Linked DNA regions of Mus musculus: region 2 is linked to region 1. The links are chromatin contacts, called in public HiChIP or PLAC-seq maps. All regions are on one chromosome and are shown on one strand. The core of a region is the stretch at or near the end of the contact, and the rest is flanking DNA. Distances in the headings are between cores, read along the strand shown.

What was found. HiChIP or PLAC-seq counts read pairs in DNA pulled down with a chosen protein or histone mark.
Region 2: an HNF4G HiChIP or PLAC-seq map of pancreatic cancer cells shows a contact between it and region 1. The contact joins two enhancer-like sites. A contact is called at or near these places in 4 of 39 promoter capture datasets (the C10 cell line, hippocampal neurons, liver and 1 more), 4 of 115 datasets of contacts at active chromatin or transcription factors (craniofacial prominence, embryonic basal ganglia, microglia and 1 more) and 1 of 9 other capture datasets (embryonic stem cells).

Annotation. Positions count from the first base shown.
Region 1 is chr5:146,754,713-146,761,160 of GRCm38.p6, reverse strand. The region is part of intron 3 of Usp12 (ubiquitin specific peptidase 12); the gene reads left to right. Among named protein-coding and RNA genes, the nearest start is that of Usp12, 37 kb to the left of the region's middle. Within about 2 kb of position 3,035, at least 55 of the 459 cell types and tissues checked have an H3K27ac peak or open chromatin away from gene starts, as enhancers often do. A contact at or near this core is called in pancreatic cancer cells, where this site is marked.
Region 2 is chr5:147,312,326-147,318,773 of GRCm38.p6, reverse strand. Urad (ureidoimidazoline (2-oxo-4-hydroxy-4-carboxy-5) decarboxylase) reads left to right here. Exons shown (of 2, transcript NM_001039678.2): 2 at 3,309-3,790. The coding sequence ends at 3,670. Among named protein-coding and RNA genes, the nearest start is that of Urad, 6.9 kb to the left of the region's middle. Within about 2 kb of position 3,398, at least 57 of the 459 cell types and tissues checked have an H3K27ac peak or open chromatin away from gene starts, as enhancers often do. A contact at or near this core is called in pancreatic cancer cells, where this site is marked.

The DNA of each region.
Region 1 (6,448 bases), core at 1,786-4,285:
CGAGCGAGCATAAATGAGCAATCGAGCAGTGGCCCAAGCCCTGAAGTTACAGTGTTTTGAACATCCTATTCAATTCCATGCTTGAAGACTTCCTGGTTTGTAGAGGGTTTTTAAAGTTGTGGTTGTTGTTGGGTTTGTTTTGGTTTTGTTTGTATCTAGGAAATGAATAAAGCAGCAGACCTCCTTACTGCCTGCTTCAGTGAGACAGATGCCAGTTAAACATTTATGATAAGCGTGTCTTCTCATACTTTCTATTCTTATTTCTTGGTATTGTTGGCATCTGCAAATATGATTTGGAATACATTAATATTTACCTCAGGGTTTTGGATTTCTTCTTGAGAATTTTGTGGGGTGTATAGATGAAGTAGGTTACTGTCTTCCCCCTCATATGCTTTCCTTTAAATCTCTGGGAAGCCCTGTTGGGCTGACCGCCTGCCTTGACCTCTTCCGTCCCGGGTCAGGGTTAGAGGCGCATGCGTTCTCAGCACAGTCACCCTCGTTGCCGCTTCCATTTGTTAATTGTTTGCATTTGGAGAAGGAACAGACTTTGGTTTCTACTCATTCAACAAGTCTGTGTTCTAGGTTTTATCTCCCGGTATGTGCACAGGCACAGGACTCCTTCAGCTCCACAGCAACACTCGTTTGTTTGTTTGTTTGTTTGTTTGTTTTGTTTTCTGAGACAGGGTTTCTCTGTATAGCCCTGGCTGTCCTGGCACTCACTTTGTAGACCAGGCTGGCCTCGAACTCAGAAATCCGCCTGCCTCTGCCTCTGCCTCTGCCTCCCGAGTGCTGGGATTAAAGGCGTGCGCCACCACGGCCGGTGCTATCTTTGATGACTAGGTACTTGTTCACATTGATCCTTGCATACTGATTTCCTGTTGTATACCAGCCCTGTGGAGGCCTGACCCTCCACAGGGGAGGGCGAGTGCCCACAACTCTGTGTGTATGTGGTGTGACTTTACTAGGAAGGAGAAACAAGCAGAGGTAGCATGGAAGTGTGAGCAGCCATCTAGTGTGGGTGTAGGGACACTCTTTTTTTAATGGGGTTATTTGATTTTCTGGAGTCCACCTTCTTGAGTTCTTTATATATGTTGGATATTAGTCCCCTATCCGATTTGGGATAGGTAAAGATCCTTTCCCAATCTGTTGGTGGTCATTTTGTCTTATTGACGGTGTCTTTTGCCTTGCAGAAGCTTTGCAATTTTATGAGGTCCCATTTATCGATTCTCGATCTTACAGCACAGGCCATTGCTGTTCTATTCAGGAATTTTTCCCCTGTACCCATATTTTCGAGGCTTTTCCCTACTTTCTCCTCTATAAGTTTCAGTGTCTCTGGTTTTATGTGGAGTTCCTTAATCTACTTAGATTTGACCTTAGTACAAGGAGATAGAAAGGGATCAATTCGCATTTTTCTACATGATAACTGCCAATTGTGCCAGCACCATTTGTTGAAAATGCTGTCTTTTTTCCACTGGATGGTTTTAGCTCCCTTGTCAAAGATCAAGTGACCATAGGTGTGTGGGTTCATCTCTGGGTCTTCAATTCTGTTCCATTGGTCTACTTGTCTGTCACTATACCAATACCATGCAGTTTTTATCACAATTGCTCTGTAGTACAGCTTTAGGTCCGGCATGGTGATTCCACCAGAGGTTCTTTTATCCTTGAGAAGAGTTTTTGCTATCCTAGGTTTTTTGATCAGGTGAGATTAGAGGCCGCCTGGCAGCCTAGGTAAGTGGGATGGAAGCAGAGAGTGCTGGAGAGTGCTGTGAGGTGCACTGGAGGGTGGCCAGCCGGAACAGAACAGTTACGGAGTCTGGGAAGCTGTCAGGGGCTGTAGGTGTCATTGGGACAGGAGCCCCATGCATGGATGGGTATTGGATGGTGAGAACAGCATTGAAGGGTAAGGCAGGGCTGCTGCAGTCCTCAGGGACGCTGTGAGCCCCTCTAGCCAGTGCTGCTTCCTGTAGGCGCCATTTTACCATGGAGGAAATGCCACACAGGTGAGTGAGGTGACTGTCAGTGCTCACTGTCAGCTGAGCAGTTCTCAGACCTTAAGGTGGCCTTGAGCCATATCAGTGGCTTTGAGCTCTGTCTGACTTTATAAACCTTAGCCTGTATACTAGATATGGCATATATGTATGTATGCGTGTATGCATTTTTTCACGTTGTTATGAGCCACATCTTTTTGCACATTTCATAGCTGTTTGAACACCTGTTTTTGTTCAGTTGTTCATTCATTTATTTGTTCATTCATTCATTCATTCAAAAAACATTAATCACATCCTGGGTCCCTGCCGCCACCCCTGCTGTGCTAGCAATGCAGCTGTGCTGACTAAGGAAGGGTCTGGTTCTGACGGGATCTGAATGTGAAGAGTGGAGTGATGACAAAGTCATGTGTCACTGAAAACATAAATCCGTGCGTGTAAGCCTGGGCGTGCTGCAAAGGAGCACACGCCAGACGTTTGTAAATGACACCTGTTAGAAAGATTTGAGTATAATTCTCATGTTTACTTTATCCAGTTCTGTTTCACCTAAGAACAGCACACTGCTTTCTTATGAAAGCTCTAGCTATTTCTGTATTAGGAAGAAAACGTGGCCATTGTAAGCAGTACAGTGCAACCCTTCAGCTCTTCCCTCTGGCTGTGAGTTGATATTTGTATAATCCTGCTGATCCCTTTAAACTGTAAGTAGCCATCGTCTGTCCGGGGGTTGCAAGATGCTGGTATACTGAGCATAACATTTACTGAAGACATGGGGCTGCTGCCCTGCCTCCTGTATCAGTTCTAAAGTTCAAGGTAGGGCATTTTTCAGGGATCTGAAGCCACTGGTACGTGGACTACTCACTCCTTTCTCCTCCCCAAGAAGATTTTCATTAAAAACTCGTTTGCATCTTTGAAGAATAAGCATAGCAGTTGTTTTGAAAGAACGTGCATATACGTGAAAGTGGCTTTTAAGGGAAGATTACAGTGTTAGAGATGGTGGCGTTGATCCAGTGTGTGCTGCCCACTGCCATGAGGTAATCATCGAAGCTGGTAACTAGGTTCCCAGCTATTCTTAGAAAGACTTCCTGCCTCCCTTCACTTCCTCACCCTGCCTTCCCTCTCCCTTGCATCTCCTCTGAAGCCTACACGAGCCTTGAACTCTGTAACTCAGCTTGACATCAAACTAAACAAACTCAATGTGTCTCAGCCTCCAGTGTCAAGGTCACAGGTAAGAGGCATCACCCAGGCCATTCTGATTTTCTAATGTCTTTTTATCATTCTTCTGGTTCTTAACACTAGTGAGCAAGTGAAAAGCTGTCTCTTGTTTTGTTTTGCTGTTTTTGTATTTAAAGAAAAAGAGGTTCATTCAAGGAAGTGACCTTGACACTGAGATATTAAGGTTGCCGTGGATATTGGGGTGGTCTGTGAGTCAGGCCACCAGTGAGTTGGGAGAAGCTGGCATTTAGTCAGTGAAAGGGTGGTGGCTCTCTGTATGGATAGATCTTTATGCTTTTCCTTTGGCGGGCTCTGATACTCAAGCAAGCATGAAGTAAGTTAGAAGTGGCAGCTGCAGGCTGGAAAGTCAGAGGTAGGTGAGAGACAACGCCCAGAAGCAGCGGGGAGGGTGGACATGGAGGAGGAGCCCCAGCATTAGGAAGTAGTGCCTCAGAGAGGGTTTGCCACACTGAGAGCAAAGGTTAAAGGTCATTGACTTCCGCTATCTCACCTTTAGAGCCGCCTAGAGCTTGTAGTGTGATTTGCATGGCTTCAGGTGGAACCATGAGAGGGTTTGTGGAGTGGTCAGCAGCATACACTCAGTGCAGGGGTGGGTGGCCTGCAGTGCTCTTGCTTGTAGGAATGGGAAGTGGGCCACAGTGCTTTGGATCAACTGTCCCTGATGGGCAAATCACAGCATGCAAGTATAGAGAGCTAAAGATCAAATTGATGTTAAGTCTGTTTGGACTAGGGCATGTTGCAGCCTTGGGACTCGTGGGCTTTGGGCTCTTATACGTCTCACGGGGCTTTCGGGGCCTGGAATCCAGCAGGCAGGGGTGAAGGGCCACTCCAGCTGCATTATTACTGCATTGGTTTGAGATTGAAATGTGCAGAATGGGTTTGAGTGTGCGAAAGCTGGGCAGGAACGAGTTGGGCAGGGTTTGTGGGAATTTACCCTGCAGTACAGGAGGTAGAAAGACTCAGATCTACAAGACAAACTTGTTATTCTCAGTATAGAATCCAGGGAGACCTTGTGGGCCAAGTCAGGGGAGCCACCTAACACTGGGTAAGTTGTGGTGGAAATGGGGCAGGCTGAGGCACAGGAGTGGTGGCTCCCACCTAGAGTCGCAGCACTGGTGACTGAAGCATGGGGATTGCTATGAGATACAGACCAGCCTGAGTCATGGAGTGAGACCCTGTGAGAAAGGAAGGAAAACACTGAAAGGGCTTAAGAAGCAGCCGGATGGGAAGGGTATGCAGCACGCAGGTGGAGAGCGGGGTGGGGAGGCTTGCACAACACGCTGCACTTCATTGTTGAGTGGATAATCAATATGCTGTGTGGTCTGAGAATCCACAGAGAAACTAGACGCTCCCGAGGACCAGCTGGATCTTAGCAGCGCTTTCTATATGCACTTAATCATGTCCACAGAGAAAGTGCAGGTCGGGTTTGATGGAGCCGTACATGCTCCGCTTCCTTCCTACTGAGTGTTTTGGAAATGTAGCCATGCCCCGTGTTCACGGAGAGCTGTTCCCTCACGACCATAGCAGAGCCATAGCATGGCTTAAACTTGACCCATTGTTTTCAGAAGCATCTAGGATATCTCCAGACTTCTGTTTCCTTGTGCGACCACATTCACCTGGCTGCACTCTTGAGCGCTAGACGGCATTTTGTTAGAACCCCCATGCAGACTGCCCTTCAGCGCATGCCTGCCATTCCACTATTGCCCTAGCGCCAGTGTTGACGAGTGACCCTTTCCACTCATGCCAAGTAAGGCATGTTCTCACACTGGCAAAGTGATGGCCAAAATCGTGCTTGCCCTGTTTTAGTTTTCGTCTCCCAGTTAGTTAAGTATTGCTAAGTATCTGAATTTTTAGTCTGTGTCACCTGTTCATTTCCTTTGCCAGTTTTCTAGTTGGTTTTCTTCTACCTTTGCAAAGGCTTAGGAGTTGGTCTTATGTTAGTTGTAGCACACATGGGTGACTGATACGTAGTGTGTACTCTTCTTTTACTCTGTCTTCTATTCATGCTGTCTGTGAAGCCAGTGTTCCCTAGCATCATCATCAACAGTAGCCGTGGGAGCCAGTGCAGCCGTGGGGGCCAGTGTAGCCGTGGGGGCCTCTGAGCTTACAGTTCTGTGTTCTCAGTGCTCAGAATCTGTTGCAGCTGCACGTGCCGGGTGCCTGGTGGTGACTGAGAACTGCGTCTCAGGTGAATGACACTGCCTGCAGCTTCAGACAGTCTTGATCCAACAGCCACACTCGCCAAGGGAATGTTGTAAAGGCCCTGGCTTTGGAAATGACCTAATGCATGGAGCTGACTGTTCATCTGTAGCTCTTTAAAAACAGCATTTCGTAGTTTCTGTTTTAGACATTCCCTCCTTTTTTTCTAAAGATGTATGTTGTTGTTGTTGTGTGTTGGCGTGCGCGTGCGTGCGTGCGTGCGTGCGTGCGTGCGTGCATGTGTGTGTGTGTGTGTGTGTGTGTGTGTGTGTAGTGAGGCGCTAGGAGTTGACCTAGGGTCTCAGGATGCAAGTGCTCTACCACTGAGCTACATTCCCACCCTGTGTTTGCTTTAAAAGAGACAGTTGTGGGTTTCCTCACAGTGATTGAGGATGTAAAAGCAAAGTTTACTACTGCAGCTCTTTTCAGTTAGTGGGCTCGAAGTTGGGGTTGGGGGAGGCGTATTTTATTTTATTTGCTTCGTTTTTCCTGGCAGGAAGACTTTACTTTTTCAGCCCTTGTAAAATAAAGTCCCCAGGTACTATACAAAGTAGGGCCTGAGCCTACTGACCGAAGAGAACTCACGTGCACCTAGGGGATTCAAGGAGTAGCCAGTGTTTGTGCCATATCTGTCCATGGCTGCTGGGAAGGACGTTCTTGGAGTTCAGAATCGGAGTGGACTGTAGTGATCATGTGACCTGAGTGGAAAATTCTTGATGGCAGATCCACACCTGACTGCATGACTGTCAGCTGGGGGAGTCTTGAAAAGCCTCAGTCCTCTCCTGCTAAATCAGACTCTGGAGCGCGTGGCCTGCCCGGTCTTTTCCTTTCGTAAGCGGGCTCTCAGAGTTTGCTCAGCCTCGTTAGTAAGCCGTTAGTAAGCCGTGTCGGCTCCTTCTGACAGGCTTGCCTCTACTGAAGCGGTTGTGGAAGGACCCAGGTGGTGAAGATCAGCTGCTGCCTGCCTCCCCCAGCCGGCATGGAGCCATCATTCCCCTTACCTTCTTTCCCTCTGCATCAGTCAGAAGTTC
Region 2 (6,448 bases), core at 2,149-4,648, 560 kb before region 1:
TCTCTTGACTACAATGCACTCACCTCTCTTTCTTTCACACGCGCGCGCGCGCGCACACACACACACACACACACACACACACGTGTACATAGTTCAAAACAAAGAGACCACAGATGGAAACCCAGTGTGGTAGAGCTTATTCATAATTCTAACACTTTGGAGGAAGATCTGGGAGTTCAAGGCTGGCCTTGGCTAGATGAGACCCTGCCGCCAAAAAAACGACACTGTGGCTAAGAAGAGCAACTACTGCTCTTGCAGAGGATCTGAGTTACTTCAGCTCCCAGCACCTACACCCAGGACTCACAACCAGTCATTCATGGGCGCTAGGCATGTGCGTGAACATGCTTACATTCACACACATGTATAAACACACACAAAAATTAAAATAAAATAAATATGTAAAAGAGCTCCTTTTAAAATAACGGAGTAAATTTTTAGCAAGAAGAACGCTGGTAAAGGAACTGGTCTTTGCTAGGAAACACAGATGGTCCATTGTGTCAGGACTGGGAGCATATGACAGGGCAATGGGCAGTTGCCTCTTGCCCAGGGGGCGCTGTTGCCTACCCTGCCCTTCTCCTATGGATTCTGAAAGAGCGCAAATCTCCTATGTGCAGACACCTGTGTCCTGCGTTCTCTGTAACTAACACCCACCCTACGTCTACTCTGTAGTTATGACACCCAGTGGCATAGCTGGAGAGATCAGAATTTCCACAAAAAGTTTAAGAGGTGGGTGAGGGACTGGAGACTGTGCGGTGTTGGGCCACCCAAGTAGGGAGACTCAGGAATGCAGGCTGGCCATCCACAGTGTCCAGCCTCCCGCTGGGATTAAAGGGCACAGCTAGGGTACCTTAAAGGAGATACTGTGTTGGTGGGGACTAGCAAAGGCCCTTGCTGTGGGCCTGTAGGTAGATGCTATCCCCGGCAGTACCCAAGGCATCATGATTTGGAGCAGTGAAGGTGGGGTCTTTGGCTGGGCAAACCACCTTTGTTTCTTCTGAGTAGGTTACCATCCCAGAGTTCAACTGAAAGGGGTGTGTGTGTGTGTGTGTGTGTGTGTGTGTGTGTGTGTGTAAATTTCGGTTCCACTAATTTAGTGTCTTTTTTTTCCCCCCTGCCCTTTGCTCTACCCTATTCTGGGCCACTTTTCTTTCCCCTCCTCTTGTCCTCTCTGCAAGAGTAGAAAACACATCTCACTGTTGGGTGAACATTAACCCAGGCGATGCTTTCAAGAGTGAAGATAAACCCTAGGAAGAGTGAGAAGAGAGATGTAAGGGCAAGAAGGTTTGTGGGACACTGCTAGGCAGCGCTCTCTGGCTTCAAGCTCCACCCATGCGCGCTGGGAGGCTGGTGAGGGACAGTGAGAGAAAAGACCTCCCCATTTCCTAGAATCCCACCTATAACTACTTCATTGACAGCTTGGAGTGCCCGGGAGGACGTACAGTAGAACAATTGGATCCCCCTTAGGGAGGGGATTCGGGGGGGGGGGCTGTTTGAAACTCAGAATAAGAGAGGCTAGATTGGGGGTGTGCAGTCTTTTAGTAGCAAAGAGATGCCTGACTCCCCTGCAGCAGCCCCAGCTGTGTGTCCATCCTGGAATTGGGTAGATGTGGGGCAACCCTGCTCAGGTCCTGGCGTGGCACCACCAGCCCCTGGCCCCCTGGGTGGGGAATTTAACACTCACATTTTCGCACCACACGGAAAAGCCCGGCTACAAGCTACAGTACAGAAGAGAACTCCCAACTCTGGGTGGCCTAGAGTCAGGGTACCCATGAAAGGGGAGTCAGAAACAATGGTGTTGGAAGACTGGGATTGGTGGCCTGACTGTCCCTTATGTTGGGGGGGGGGCTGTGGGTTTAAAGGGAAGGGTACACCTGTGACCTAGGGCCGATGATCTCACGTTTGTTTTCTGAGTCCTCAGTGAATGTCCGTTTTTAAAATATTTTTTATTTTTTATTTTTATTTATGAGTGCGTTTGTCACTTGTTTTTGTGCTTCGGTATCCAAGGAGGTCAGAAGAAACTGTCCAGGATTCCTCTGGAGCTAGAGTCCCTTCTATGAGACTCTAGCCATGAGTTAGCTTTTGCAAATGCTTTTTTTCCCCATCTTGTTATTGGGGAGGGGGGATGGGGCGGGGGGGGGCTACATTTGAGGAAGCGAGGGCTGCACCATGTTTAAAAGGGATTTTCCTCTTTGTGGGGTATTGAGATACATTTACTAAAGGACGTTTGAATTATTTCCCATTTCCAACAAAGCTTCACTTATTCCCACTGCCAAAGATAGACACCTGCTTAGTGAAGATGGGGGATGGGGGCTGGCAGTTATACCTTGTGGTTCCACTTTCGTGGACTTCCTACTAACATGAACTGCTTGGACATTTGGTGCCAGGTTGTGGGGAAACCAGTTATAGTAAGTTAGGTGTGAGGGCCCTTCCTTTTTACGGAGAGCTGTCCTTCTGGCCACATTTGAGATCTTATTGATCCCTAGAATTCCATTTCGTTCTTTAGGGTGCTTAAAAGACACAGTGTGCCAGAACACCCAAGAACCCCCTGGTGTTGGCATTAGAAACCCCGGTGCTACACCATAGCTAGGCTTTCAAGGCCTCCATGAACAAAAGCTTTTGTCCACTTGGGCTCTTTTGGGTTCTGAAGTCAGTAGGAGAAAGAATCACAACACAACCCCAGAAATGGGTGTCCGTCATTAAACAAAACAAAAGAAAGCAAACAAAACAATAACAAAAGGTCGAGCCACTTTCATACAAGGGCGGAAGAAATCCCGGTGAAATGAGTTTCTTTGCCCTTAATCGACCGGTGAGGCTCCTTGGCTGTCTCATTCCAGAGACCCAGAACTCAGAGTCACAAAATCTGGGCATTTATTTGTCAAGCCCCTTGGATATTATCCCCTGGACCCACCCCGCCCCTGTCTTTTCACCTTTGAGACAGTACGAAGCCCATTCCAGGGCTTTTGGCGGAAGTCTTCGGGCCCTCGCATCCGGCCCCCTTTCAACATCAAAGCCCCCCTGAGAGCAAAGGACTTTGAAAAGATAGGAGTAGCTGGGACCTCTTATCACTCCCCAGCTCTCGGCAGAGCAGGTCGTAAATTCCCAGCCTCCCGACTGCCCTCTCTCCTCCTCTACGCGTTCCCCCTAGGTCTGAAAGACCAACCTGACACTCGCACCCGCCCTCAGGTCCTGGCGGGGACCGAGGGGCTCGCATCCCTTTAGTGGAAAGGGACACCACTACCTGGGGACCCGGCTTGGCTTTCTGATCTGCAGTGAGTAACTCTCTGAAGTGTGTCTGTGTTTCTCCGCAGGCCAGGAAGGCATCCTGCGTTGTCACCCGGACCTAGCTGGCCGTGATCTGCAACAGGGCACACTCACTGCTGAGTCACAGCGTGAGCAGAGCCAAGCAGGTCTCACTAGCCTAGACACCGACGACAGGCTGCGGCTGCAGCAACTCAATGCTCAGTACCGTGAGCGCTTCGGCTTTCCGTTCGTTCTGGCAGCGCGCCTGAGCGACCGTGCCACTGTGCCCCGAGAGCTAGCCCGCAGGCTTCAGTGCCAGCCGGAATCCGAGCTGCGCACCGCCCTGGGTGAAGTGAAGAAGATCAGCCACCTGCGCCTGACAGATTTGCTCGGTGCCCACTCCCACTCCGCCAGGGTGGAACTACCGTGAGACTGGGGATCGGAACTCCAGCAGGATGCCTCAGAGAGGGGACACCCTGCGCCCCGGAATGGCTTGGGCCTGGAAAGACAATTCATACACCCACACAAAGGAAGTGGAGAATTGAAGCAATCACACGAGTAATGCATCCTTTGTGCACCCATCCACATGAGCACGCGTCACCAAAATAAGTCACATTCTAGAGGTTTAGCGCTTTGCCCCTGATTTATCCAGATCGTTGCTTCAATTCTCCACTCTGTGCCCTGCCTACACTCTAGCCTTGGAAGATTCCAGAGCTCCCACCGGGCTACTGATTCTTTTCCGCTTAGTGGGGGAGAAGCGGGGAACTGGCAGCGCAAAGGCACGGGAAGACCGTGGTAGGGGCTTTCTTTCCATAGTGGTCTTTCATCTCCCACTTCATTTGATTCACCTGATATTTACATGTGAGCAGAGGCGATTTTCTCTCTCTGAGAGCCTATGGGGAAAAAAGTGTGTGTGTGTGTGTGTGTGTGTGTGCCCAAGTTGGAAAGGTTTGATGGTCAGAAGCCGGTATCACCCTTGTCCCTCCAGATGGTCAGCCCTTAGTGGTGGCCTGGAGTGCCCTGTCAAGCCATGCAATATTAAAAAATAGCAGTATTTATTGGACAGCCCTGAATGTTGTGGAGCCTAGGGTGAAGACTGTATCCCATGGAGCTGATAATACAGGGGTAGGGACGATGCTTATAGAAATCTTCCCAATAGAACAAGACTTGGGAGCTTGCAAACCTGGCTCTCCAGAGTCAGTCAGCTTGCTGTGGCTACTGGAGAAGCAACACCACCAGCGTGGGGGGGGGGGGCATGGCCGAATTCCCCCTTCTTCTCCGAAAAAAGGAGGGAGGGAGGGAGGGAGGGAGAGAGAGAGAGAGAGAGAGAGAGAGAGAGAGAGAGAGAGAGAGAGAGTTAATGAGTCCCAAGAACACAGAGTTAAGGGCTTCTCTTGGCAAAAAAGCAACAAACCATAAATGACTTCCCCAACAGGGACAGGTGAGATGGAAGCAGAGTTGGTTTTCCATAGTGAACAGCAAAATAAACCCAAAACAAAAACAAACAAACAAACAAAAAACCACCCTCTTTCCCTTTCCATAAAGAGCTGTGCCACAGCTTTTGGGCTCTGAACATGCATGATGGTCCACAGACCTAATCCCCTCCTGGAATACTCAGAATCGAAGTAAAGTTGCCTGTTGGCTCTTCTGTCACCTCACCTACGTCCCTGAGCAGTGAGAACAAAGTGGGAATGCGGGAAAGGATGCCTTGGAAGCTGCCAGTCCTCAGTCAGCATCCTAGGCCTGAGCCATGCAGGAAAGAAGGACACCAGGTGCTCGAGGATGCCAGCCCTGCTTGGCTCTGCTCCCTGCCCCCACCCCCCTGTGTCTCCTCTCTGTGTGTCTCCCATTCTCTTTTACACACACACACACACACACACACACACACACACACACACACACACACACCACTCAAAACACACACTCAAAACAGACACTCAAAATCACCCACTATAATTCAAAGCATTCTGTCTAGCCTTGGGATAAACCCAACCCTTAGATAACCAGGCTCTAAAATGCCGAATCCACCCTCTTTATGTAAATTTGCTAAGTCAGCAATGCAGAGAATCCAAGGAGACACGATTTCCAGGGCTATTTTTACAATTCTAGATGTAACCTGTGCCTCTCTGGAACAACCCGGTCTATCCAGCGACATAACTGCATTTCAACACTTGAGAGCTTATCCCTCCGAGATAGGGCACCGGTTGGGCACCTGGCGTCTTGGGTGGTGGGGTGGGGGACCAGGGGACAGGAGTGGGCTACTCATGGACTCTTCCAAAGACGCTGGAGTGCTGGTAGCCCGAAGGCCAGCGCAGGATGCGCAATGCTGGATGCCATCCGGGACCTGGGAAAGACGGGTTTCCGGCAACTCAGACCCCTTTCTAGGGAGCCAAGTAGCAGAGGCCGGTTTCCCACACTGGCAGGTGACCCATGTTGCGGAGGGATGGTCGGTAGTTTCCTTCCTCCGTATCTGGGCTCTAACAGTGACAAGCCTGTGCCTGGCGCTGGTCCTTGTTTCTTCTCCTCTGCTGCGCAGCATGCGGGAGACCAGACTGCGCTGCAGGCACCGCTCCTGTGGCCCAGAAAACTCCAGGAGGACGCAAGGATAGCTGTTTTGCGTTCGGTGGGAACAATTAATATGTGACTTAGGAATTCGTCAAGAAAAAAATAAAAGATTGAAAATGAAAAAGAACCAGACAGTCTAATTTGAGGATAAGGTGTTTTGACTACAGTAGGAAACCAGACAATTCATCCGTGTGTGTGTGTGTGTGTGTGTGTGTGTGTGTCTGTGTGTGCGCGCGCGCGCGCGCGCGGGGCAATGTGGGGGGTGGGGGGGGAGGCAATGCGGCGGGCAATGCGCGCGGGGGGGGGGGTGCTTCGTTCCTCACCTTCCCCATTGTCAGTGTCCCTTACAAAAACATCCGAGCCCAGCAGGCAAACGCTCCTGTTAAAGGGCCTCCAAAGCACAAAGCTCAGCTCAGAAATCAGGAACCCATCTCTGTGAGCTTGGGTCCTTCACCTTTGTAACTGGAGACTGTGAATGGGGCAAAAAAAAAAAAAAAAACAAAAAAACCAAAACTTACTCTGTGCCTTGATTAGTTAAGGACTCTAGTAGTTAAAGCAGGGAAGAGCAGGGAGACACACATTCAATTTGTAACCTTTACTCAGTTTATACTGACAGCTTTCCAAGTTGAGTCACAGAATATCA